Linked DNA regions of Mus musculus: region 2 is linked to region 1. The links are chromatin contacts, called in public Hi-C maps. All regions are on one chromosome and are shown on one strand. Each heading gives the region's core, a stretch centred on a gene start, on an enhancer-like site or on the middle of the called end of the contact. The rest is flanking DNA. Distances are from core to core; before and after follow the strand shown.

Evidence for each region. Hi-C and Micro-C count contacts between places; a contact is called where the count stands out from the background.
Region 2: a Hi-C map of cerebral cortex shows a contact between it and region 1, with 3 times the contacts expected there. The contact joins two enhancer-like sites. A contact is called at or near these places in 5 of 484 Hi-C or Micro-C datasets (cerebral cortex, cortical neurons, myocytes and 2 more) and 2 of 115 datasets of contacts at active chromatin or transcription factors (SST interneurons and differentiating embryonic stem cells).

What each region holds. Positions count from the first base shown.
Region 1 is chr14:77,483,192-77,488,852 of GRCm38.p6, forward strand. All of the region lies in intron 5 of Enox1 (ecto-NOX disulfide-thiol exchanger 1), which reads left to right. Gm6994 (predicted gene 6994) reads right to left here. Exons shown (of 6, transcript NR_033141.1): 4 at 2,815-2,888. Among named protein-coding and RNA genes, the nearest start is that of Gm6994, 21 kb to the right of the region's middle. Within about 2 kb of position 2,105, at least 59 of the 459 cell types and tissues checked have an H3K27ac peak or open chromatin away from gene starts, as enhancers often do. A contact at or near this core is called in cerebral cortex, where this site is marked.
Region 2 is chr14:78,273,454-78,279,114 of GRCm38.p6, forward strand. It overlaps Tnfsf11 (tumor necrosis factor (ligand) superfamily, member 11), which reads right to left. Exons shown (of 5, transcript NM_011613.3): 5 at 3,993-5,544. The coding sequence ends at 5,123. Among named protein-coding and RNA genes, the nearest start is that of Tnfsf11, 32 kb to the right of the region's middle. Within about 2 kb of position 3,453, at least 17 of the 459 cell types and tissues checked have an H3K27ac peak or open chromatin away from gene starts, as enhancers often do. A contact at or near this core is called in cerebral cortex, where this site is marked.

The DNA of each region.
Region 1 (5,661 bases), core at 855-3,354:
GTGCCCCGCCTCCACGGTGCCCCACCTCCACGGTGCCCCACCTCCACGGTGCCCCGCCTCCACTGTGCCCCACCTCCACGGTGCCCCGCCTCCACTGTGCTCCGCCAGCTTCACACAGCCTGGTCCTGGTCCCTGGTCCCTGCCAGAGCTCCAGCCCACTTCCTCTGTCTCTTCCCACTAAGGACTCTTGCATCCTTTCAGAATTTGCCAGATTTTCCTGCTCTTGGCATCTTCCTTGTGCCACACATGAAAATAATGTTGTCCTCTCTCAGCCATGCACTTCTACAACAGATGCTTATCTTTCATATCAGGTATCTTAAGACCCATGACCAACCGCCTGTATTTTAAGACCCATTATTCTGTGCATGGAAGTAAAGGCTGACGAGTATGCAGGATTTAATTTCTTAATGACCGTTTTTTTTTTTTTTTAATCTGACAAAAGCCCTATAAGTGCCAACACCATGACTATTTTATGTCTTTTTTTTAATAGGATAAAATATACAGGAAGTTAATTTAGTTTAGTTTCTAATGAATTGGAAAACATTACCCTCCTATACTTTCAAGGTCTTGGTTTTAAAAAGAACTTAAAGTTGGTTGCTATGGGGGCATAAAGGACAATCGTCACAGGATATCACCAAAGAAGATGGCTTTTCACAGCCTCCTTTCTCAGTGGGCCTGGAAAGTGTGTGTGTTTGGGGGAAGGGAGGGGAGGCTATGCATATTGTGCTACAAAACAGGAGCCCAGATCACCAGCCCCTAAGCTGCCAATACCCACATGTCACTGTAATGCAGAGCGCTGGTGAAGTGGGTGCCCATCAAAGCCGCCAGGGACACCTGGGTTCTACTCTGCTCTACATTATAGACTTTTGGCCAGAACAGCACCCTCTGTTCCATCAGTTTCACATATTCAAATGAACATGAAGGAAAGCAACCAATGTTCTCTGGTAAGACAACACCATCCCCACCCACCAACCTGGTAGGGATTATGCTAAGTGCTTCTTGCCTCTTTATGCTTTGAGAACCAGCTGAAGGACCCAAATACAGAGATCCTTCCCACCCCAGGCTACCATGAATACAAAATGGGACATATAAGGAACACAGAACACTGGTTGTCAGAATGCCACTGTTCAATTCCATTAGTGGATACAAGTTTAATAATTTTACTACAGCTGTGTGGTCAAGAGATATGTTTACTTATTTATTTCTACATGTGCCTTTAAAGTACTCATTTTTTGTCTCATTGTATACAAATGGTGAAGTCCTTCTTTTAAAATATATTTCTTTCTGTCATATACTAGGTTGAACTATATGAAAGCGCTAATATTTGGCTAGCTTTTAAATCCACAGAAACAGCAATTTCACATGGCTCAGAGCAAATTTAACTATTAAAAATTAAAATAATGGTTTTCTGTTCCCTGTTAAATCCCACACCTTAGGGAATGCTGAAGTTAGAGAGGCAAGAATTGATCATGTAAGGTGCCTCAGAGAAGGTGGGCCTTGATGTGAGTCAGAAAGGAGGGAGGCGTGGAGAAGTAGTGGGTACACACAAGGCAGCAAATGTGAATACCAGCAGCCTGAAGGGAAGCTGTAGGGCCATGGCGAGCACTCCTGTCCCCTTTGATAAAAATTCTCAAATTCTGTATTAATTTCTGAAAAGCATGCTTCCACAGCCTGTAAGCAGTTTCAAAACCTCTCTCATGGCAGCTGAAAAATTATTCTTGCACCGTTACTATTGCCTTGAGTGGGCGCTAGTATTTCTATTACAGAATATGTGGTTGTTACAGAATGGCCATCCTGGCAGTGGTTCTGTAGCCTGAGTCAGCAGGCGTGCATCCAACTTCATGAAGACAGCTGCCTGGGCTGTCAAGTCCCTATGAAGGGTCCAGTGCCAAGGTTAGCAGCTGATAGGCTGAGACTCCCTCCAGTGCCTTCTGGAAGCTGCCCGGACCATTCCTGTGGACATCTTCTTGTCTCTCTGGCCAAATCCTGCTTTACTAAGACTTCAGCCTCCGGCTCTTGTCCTTACCGGTTACCCCTAATGGGTAACCACCCAGCACATTCCTCAGAGCTGACTTATGAGAGTCTACCAAAGGTCATTTTCCCAGCTTGGGTTTGTAGAACTGCCGTGCCCCCATCAGGCCTGGCGTAGCCCAGCTGGAGGTGTGTTCCAACAGAGAACAGAGCGGCATCTGGCCAGTGGGCCATGGAACAACATGAACCATGGCTTTGGAATGAACGAAAGGGGAACAACTATTTTCTACTGTGTCGAAAACTCCGCTGACTGCTCCGAGGCAGGGAGCTGTGCCATGTAAGCTATAACTGAGGAAAGTGGGGGCAGGATTTCTTATCTCCTTCTATTTTTTTTTAAAAAGAATGCATAAGTACAGGTATGATTTTATTTACTTACTTTCCTTTTGAAAGATCTTATTTTTCTAGACCACTTCTAAGTTCTTAGTGATACTGAACAGAAGGTAGGGAAATGTCCCCTGCACTCCTGTACTCAGATAGGCACTGACACGCCTACCCCCACCCCGCACCATTACTAATACTCCCAGCAAAGTCGTACATTGCCTACAATTGACAAATCTACATGGCTGCATCATTCAAACTCCATAACGTGTTTGTTGTATGAGATTAATTATCTCTAATGGCAGAATAAAAGAATCATGACTAGTCCCTTGAATTAATGATACCCTTTTTAAAAAGTCAACAATAATAACCACACACACACATGAAAAAATAAAACAACAACAACAACAACACAGATCCTAAGCTAATCTCAGGGCTGAGTGAGATAGAGGCTAAAGTACTTACAAATCTTTTAAATGTCAGCATCATCTTATTTCTTCTGGATGCAGCAAGCTGTAACTTCTGGTGATTACATTTTCCTTCAAGATATAGAGAATTATATTTATTTAAGTGAATCGCCCGATATGTTTATATATTTGCATTTCTGAATTTAGTTTTTCCTTATTAATATATTGTAATCATGTAGGAATAGGAAGGGCAGACGATATGGAGCCTGACTCCTGAAGATGGTTAGCTACTCATGGGTCCCCAAATGAGGGGGCATATCATGCCATGGCAGAGCGAGGGGTGGGATGCACTCTATCATTCTCAGGAGAGGAACGCTAGGCAAGGACCCTTATTGTGCTTTCCCAGGAAAGAAGACAGGTGTAGGCTTGGCTAGGCCAGATAATTTAAACAGATTTAGGGGTGAGGAACCATCTGCAATTACCTGCCATGCCTCATCTAGCTCCGGCATAGTGGGGGCAGAACTGTGACCTAGCGCAGGAGAAACCCAGAGCCAAAAGCATTTGGGAGATGGTGGGATCCTGGTCTGTGGGTTCTCATCTGTAGAGTGGCTCCCAAGTGACCCTATGATGTCTGGAGAAACCGGCTACCCCCAGGAGAACTAGTTTCCTCCAGGGTCCTTAAGGCCACAGACATCATCATCATCAAAAGTACAGAAAGTAGAGATATAAGAAATGCAGTGTGCACGCATATATGCATATGCAGTCACAGTCATAATGACTATTCAGTGAATTTGAGTGTGTGGGAGAGGCAGGATTTATGTATATACTATTAGGCACTGTTTTGGCTTGTGGCAATTCAGCAGAAAGAAACATTTTTAAATGATTAAAAATAAGTCTATCCCTGTGGAAGGCTAATTTATCAAGGGAATCTCCATGTGATATAAATTCAGATCCCAAGAAATCTATAGAGAAAACTAAGGCTTATAGAAAGAAGCTAACCAGGGTTGCAGTTATAGTTAGAGGCCAGTGAAGGGCCAAGAACGAGGACTTGGGTGGGGTCAGCAGAACTGGGCTAAGGGGAGGGAGAGGGCTGGCATGCAGGGACCTCGGGGGCACCAAATGCAGCATCACCAAGCCAAGATCATGCCTGGCAGTCTCACAGGAGATTAACAGTCCCCGTGCTTCCTGAGAGGAAACAAGTCTCAGAGCCTGGGCTTGCAGAAGATACTGGCAGCCAGACACTGAAGGGCCTTGGAGACCAGGTAAACATGGTAGGAAGCTGCCTGGATATGTGACTGTAGTCCACACTGAAGCCATCTGAGCATGAGAGTTTAGCTCCAGCCTCAAAATGCAAATTAAGTCGCCATTGCTTCTGTCCTCTGTCTCCTGCTCTCAGCTATCAAACTATCTGATAGTCGTTTGAGATGCCTAGGTTTACAAATGGCAAAGTTTAAGATCTGCTTTCCCAGAGGTCTACATTTACAGGTTATTTTTATAGTTTCAAACAAATCAGACAAATAAAACCTCCCCCCTGCCACGCGAAAGGACAGCTTTGGGTCATGACTGGAGTCACATTCTGTACCACTGAGTGCTTTGGCGTCTATGGGGCATTTAAGTAAAATGGAAAACAATTTTAAAAACTGCCACACTTCTGGTAAATGTGGAGGGGGAGAAAAGCTGTAAACAATCAACAATTTGCTTTTATTTTCTATTAAACTGGAGCGGTTTCTGCACTGATACCGTTTACAGAATACAAAGTAAAATCCACCCACAGTCCACTTACTGTAAGAGCGCCCACAAAGAAAACCTCATTTCAAATCTAATTGTGGACATTGTTCCTTCATTAAAAATTCATAGGGTTTGTGAATGTGTCACATAAGTACAGGCATCTCCATTATTCCCCAGCTCCTTCCCCTTCCAGTTCTGATCAGAATTTCAAAACACTCGTGTCTAGAAAGGTGTTCTCTGAAGAGCAACCAAAGAAAAATAAACGAAGGAAGGAAACACATGACGAGTATAAAGAAAAGCACTCACCAAACAAATAGCCTGGAATCTCCTCTTCCTTCCACTTATACAGGGAAATCTACAGGGGCTCTGACTTATACAGGGAAATCTACAGGGGCTCCCGACCGTACCTTTCACCTTGAATCACACCACTGTATCTCAGCAACTCATATGTGTGCTGTTAGCAGTCATTGAAGAGGTTGTCTTGCCTTGTTGTGAGCCAGCAGAAGAGACTGAAGCAGTGTGCTGCTCTTCATTGCTTCTATGCCCGGACTCTTCTTTCCTCCACTCAAATGGAAAGACCAGAGTGCCAGGTCATGGGGTCGTGCTGTGCACGGTATTTGTTAGAAATGGACGAGACAGGTAGTGCGGTGCAGCCAGAGAGTTTGACAAGAATGGTCAAAAGTCGAGCCTCACTTGCTTATGCTTTGTATGTTTTTATACATTTGCACCAGGAATATTGTAATGTTGTTCTGTACCCTTAACAATGCTTCTTTCTTTTTTTTTTTTTTTTAGATTTATTTTTTATTAATATATGTAAGTACACTGTAGCTGTCTTCAGACACTCCAGAAGAGGGAGTCAGATCTTGTTGCGGATGGTTGTGAGCCACCATGTGGTTGCTGGGATTTGAACTCTGGACCTTCGGAAGAGCAGTCGGGTGCTCTTACCCACTGAGCCATCTCACCAGCCCCCAACAATGCTTCTTTCAATGGTAGGCTCCACATAGGATGCCGGCCCCATAAAAATATAACAGCGCTAATGTTTTCCTATAAGTGGTCATGGTTGCAATGCAAGACAGTACATGCTCTCTATTGTACTGCCAGGCCTAAGGGCAGTCCCCCACACAGTTATGTACAGTGTGTAATGCTGTACTCTGATCATCTTTGAGTAGAATCCTGC
Region 2 (5,661 bases), core at 2,203-4,702, 790 kb after region 1:
TCCTTGGATCCTTGGAAACCAGAGAGGTGAAGAATTGGCTCTCAGAATTTCCAAGTTATGGCCCCGCCGACGCCTTTGTTTCAACCTCTTAATCCAGAAGTAAAGCGAATGCATTTCTGCAGTTCTAACCCACCAAGTTTGTCTGTTATGTTATAGCAGCCATACCCATTCAGAGGTCAACAGAGCTCATCATAGTTTCAAGGCAGGACTTCGTGGATACTTTGAGAATTCACCCTGCAAAGGCTCTTCTTTATCTCTCTGTCTAAGGCTCACAGGCACATGGCGCCCCCTGGTGTCTGGGTAGCCCAGGACTCACAGGCACATGGCGCCCTCTGTTGTCTGGGTAGACATTCAGCGACTGGATGATTTTTGATGATTCTGCCAGTCTTCCTCCTGAGTTACATGCTCTGAGCTAAACAGATGCTGGTACTAATAGCCGTGAAACCTGGGTTAATATGGAATCTCACTGTTCTATCTCATCCCCACGGACCAGACGCTCCTAATGACTCCTGTACTGCCGACCTGGGCATGAACTCAGCCCAGGGAATCGTACTGCCCACATTCAAGTCTAGTCTGACTTCAACAAACCTAATCTAGATACTCTCTCAGGGGCATGATCAGAGATTTGTTTCCATGGTAACCCCCATCAAGTTGAGAAGTAAAATTGCCATTGTCCAAGCGCGTTTGGGTTTCTAAAATAGCAAACTTCTTCTAAGTTATGTTACAGGTGACTCGGAGTCCTTAATGTCGCATGATAGTTAGTTTTATGAGGCAGATCCACTGAACAACTATAGGACTCCCAGACAGACAGGAAAACACTATTTCTGGGTGTGTCTGTGAGGGTATTTCTGGAATTGATCAGCTGAGTCACGACTGTCTTCCCCAGTGTGGGCGGGCAGCATCTGATACACTGACGGTCTGAGTAAAGCTGGAAGAGAAGCCATTTGTGCTCTTTGCTTGATCTGGGATGCCCATCATCTGTGCTCAGATGCCAACGCTCCTGGCTCAGGCCATCTCTAATTAAAACAAAAGAACTGGAATGTTGTTTAAGATGCCGTAGTACCGAGCCCCGAATAGAATTTCAAGTTACCAAAATAAAAACAGGGCTGGAGAGGTGACTTAGCAGAGATCTGAATTTACTTCCCAGCACCCATGTAAAGATGCTCACAATGGCCTGTGACTCTAGTTCCAGGGGATCAGAAGGCCCCCTTTGGTTCCAGAGCATTCGTCTTCTCTCTCTCTCTCTCTCTCTCTCTCTCTCTCTCTCTCTCTCTCTCATTCCCTCTCACACACAGTAAATCTTTAAAGTTAAAAAAGAACAAAAGAATTCCCATAAGTGCGTTATTAGTAAAAAAGGATGCTTGTTTTATAGCTGTAGACAAAATACCATTGCAATTTTTTTTTTCCTTTTCAAATGAATGGCAAAAAGCGAGACAGTTTGGAGAAAGCTAACACACTAAAGTAAGAATCGCTTCATGTCAGTTTTTGGATGCATGGGCCTGGTGTGGTTGTAAAAATTGATTCAGGAAGACAGATAACCTGGGACTTGGCATGCTCTCCTTCCCCAGACTTGGCAGGTTAAGAGGGCTGACATGCTGCAGGTAAAAGGAGCCAGCAGCTCAGATCCATTACTTCCACTAGACACAGGTTTCCTACACTGTTTTGTCATGCCTCCCACCGAGTCAGCTGTGACGGGGCAGGGACATACTCTAGGGACATACGTTCATCTCAAGGAGACCCAACAGCCTAAGGACCATGAGTATGCTGACCAGATTGTATCAACCTGACACAGACTTAGACATATGTGGGAAGAGGGAACGTCCACTGGAGGGTTACCTCCATCGGATCATCCTCTGGGTAGGTCTGTGGGACATTCTCTTGATTAATGATTAGTGCAGGAAGGTCCAGGTCACTGTGGGTGGTGCCACCCCTGGGATGGAGGTCCAGGGTGGTATCAGAAAACAGGCTAGCCAGTAAGCAGTGCTCCACTGTGGACTCTGCCTCAGTGTCTGCCTCCAGATTCTGCCTCTGCTCCTGCCCCGACTTCCCTCTCCGATGGACTGCAATTGAAACATGTAGGCCATATAAACCCTTTCCTCCCTAGCTGCTTTTGTTGCGGCTTCCGTCATAGCAACAGAAAGCAAAGTAGGACGATGGGAGACACGGGAGTCTGGGCAGGCGGAGGATGGGAGGGTTCAGTCGTAGGGGGCAGACACAAGAAAGAGATGCACAGGAAAGCAAAGCAGAAGGAAGAGAAGGAAGCAGGGACGTGCTGTGTGTTCCCGCCTGCATTTTAAACCCACTTAGAAGATGCTGCTCCGAGCCTGGCAAACTGAGGCATGACCGGAAGCGAGGTGGCTTCTTGCCTCTCACTATATCCCATCCCTGCCGTTACCCACTTTAAAACACTGGTTGATTTCTAAATAAGTCACTAAGTCATTGTCTCCCCTCCCCCAACCGACCTGAGGTGCCATAGCGTAGCGTTCATTATCCTCCACATCACACTGTGGCTGAATCCCCCAGGGCTGCCAAGGAGGTTCTTCTTGGCATCATGTGAAGCCATGTTGCTTTCACATGTTGGACAGCCCCCACGAATCACCGCAGGCGATCCTGACACTTTGCCCCTGCATCTTTGGGAGAGTGCAAGTTGGTTATTCTTGATGGATAGCCGATGTTGAGGGTCTGCTAGTCTGGACTGATCAGGAAGGCACAGCATGTCAGCATGGACGTTTCCTGAGAGGACCGAGGGACAGAGCCACTTGCAGTATGGGCATGCTTTCTGCTCCTTGACCGCCCCGCTGTCACCGCCATCTCCCCAACATGGAGGATCGAAACCTCTAAAATCTTGAGCCTGAATAAACCTCTCTTCCCCTAAGGTGTTCACTTTAGATTTTTAATCACAGCAGTTCAAAAATAACTAACATGCTACCCCTCAGTAAAAATTAATAGTGAATATTCTGTGCCCACATTGTACTTTCTTTCCATTTCCTGCGGTTTCATTTTAGACTCTGAGATTCCCAAGATTTGGATCAAGCAGCGCATGCTCCTTGCCACATCTAACATAAGCAGAACCAGCGCTAGAACAGGAGCCTGGGGCTGGGAGACCTGCCTTCGTAGCCATGGTGCCTGGGACTGTAACTAGCACATCACTGACGCTGCACAAAGTAATATGAAATGAGCGAGCCGAAACTGCTGGAGCAGGCTCTAAGCTGGGTAGCTCATGAGGCCGCAACAAAATTCTATGTCTGCGGAAGCTGCAGAAACTCGGCTGCTCCTCGAAATTCTTCCTTGAAACAAGCAGCAGCTGTCGGGATACACAGTGCCCAAGTCACGTTTTGCACTGTTCAGACTCAGATTTACTGACAGATGTAAAATAGTCCGTGTATGTGGCCAACACCATCGAGTCCCACCGTGATAGCTCCGCTGTTTAAAATTTACGGTTTCTTCTCTGTAACATCTGCTATCCCTCCCTCTATTCTAGGCTGTTGTTATCATCCTAAAACATTTATCTTCCAGTGACGAGTATCTCAGAGAATGGCTTGCTGTGCCTTCCCAAGCTGACTGTTTTCTGGTCTCTGCCCTTCATGAGTAATCGACGTGGTTTAGACAGCTCATCCACACTGATTTCCAAGAGGAAACATGTCCAGGCCAAAGTGAGCCCCCCTTTACTACGGTAAGGGAAAGCAAGCCCCAATTTCCCCCCAGCTCAAAGCACCATATTTTTCTCATGATTTGAGGAGAGAAAACTTTTCCTTTTTTGAGTGAAAAGTCTGTTTTCTCTCTGGCTACATCCTTGCATACAAATCCCCTGCAAATTATTTTTCAAATTCCAAGGTTCATTAATTTAATTGAATCTGTTCCTAGTTTTTAATTAAATCTGCACTTCTCCCAGTAACCTTTGGAGAAAGATAGAAGCCACATTATCATATTGGAAAGAACAGGATCGCAGAGCAAGACCCACACGAAAGCGAACAAGAACAAAAAGCACCAGGCAGGTTTTCGTACAAATTTATTTTTTGTACCAAAAAATTAACATTCAGAGACAATGCTTTTATTGTACAGTATAATAAAATAACTTTCACTAAATTAAAAAGTGGATTGTTTTTTGGCTGATAAACTATAGTACATTTTCTATGGGAAAAAAAAGAAACAAAATTTACAATTTGTAGCTCTTGTAAAAAAAGACACCTGTTCAATAATTGCATAAATACTCCTGACAGATTTCAGTAGCCTATTATGTATCCTTTTTGGCTATGTCAGCTCCTAAAGTCAATTAGCTTCTAAATTTGAAAGGCACCTGGTGACCAACATCCTACTTATTATTCAAGGTATTCATTTTATTTTTATTTATTTATTTTGCTTGCATAGTTTTGACAAGTCTGAAGACTCTATTAAGTTAAAAAGAATAAAGAAATAAACTACATGTGGTCACCAGAAACAGTATTCTGCCCCCTTAGCTACGAGTACCTTCAGGGGAATTACAAAGTGCACCAGTTAAATACATCTGTACATTTAAAACATTAAATATGTCAACAGTGAGACATTTTTAAATATTTTGAATCAAATACTATAGCACAAATATAATTTACAAAACTTTGCACAGAAAACATTACACCTGAAATATAACTTTAGACATTATATAAAAATACATATATTTTTCTCTCCTCATTAGAAAAAAAGAACTTATTTGCAGGTCCCAGCGCAATGTAACAATTCAAAAGAACTTAACCCTTCACACTATCATTTCTTTGCAATGACATGGCATCCTCTTAATTTCAAGGTTCTCAGTGGCACATGTCCAGGGGTTAGACCCAGAGACTGTGACCCCCTTCCATAGCTCACGTGTAAGTTTTTCATAAGCATCGGAATACCTCTCCCAATCTGGTTCAATTCTAGGAAATCATTACAAAATTGTAAAACCGTTGTGTAATCACCATGAATCTAACATCACCTATGGACTTTACATATACACAACCTGTACAGGCTCAAGAGAGAGGGCTGTGAGTTTCATACACCGTGGGCCATGTCTCTTAGTAGTCTTACACATGTATAGACATCATCCATTTTTTAAGAAGTTTCCAAACATCTAGGACATCCATGCTAATGTTCCACGAAATGAGTCTCAGTCTATGTCCTGAACTTTGAAAGCCCCAAAGTACGTCGCATCTTGATCCGGATCCAGCAGGGAAGGGTTGGACACCTGAATGCTAATTTCTTCACCAGCTCGGAGCTTGAAAAATCCCCCAACATTTATGGAATAAAAGTGGAATTCAGAATTGCCCGACCAGTTTTTCGTGCTCCCTCCTTTCATCAGGTTATGAGAACTTGGGATTTTGATGCTGGTTTTAACGACATACACCATCAGCTGAAGATAGTCTGTAGGTACGCTTCCCGATGTTTCATGATGCCGAAAGCAAATGTTGGCGTACAGGTAATAGAAGCCATCTTGGTTAACCCTTAGTTTTCCGTTGCTTAACGTCATGTTAGAGATCTTGGCCCAGCCTCGATCGTGGTACCAAGAGGACAGAGTGACTTTATGGGAACCTAGAGAGAAACAAAGGCACAGGATTTAGAATCCACTACTTGGATGAGAAAAGTTCCTCATTATTTCCACAGGCTGGTGGGGTAGCATCATACACTAACATAACAATCCTTATTCCA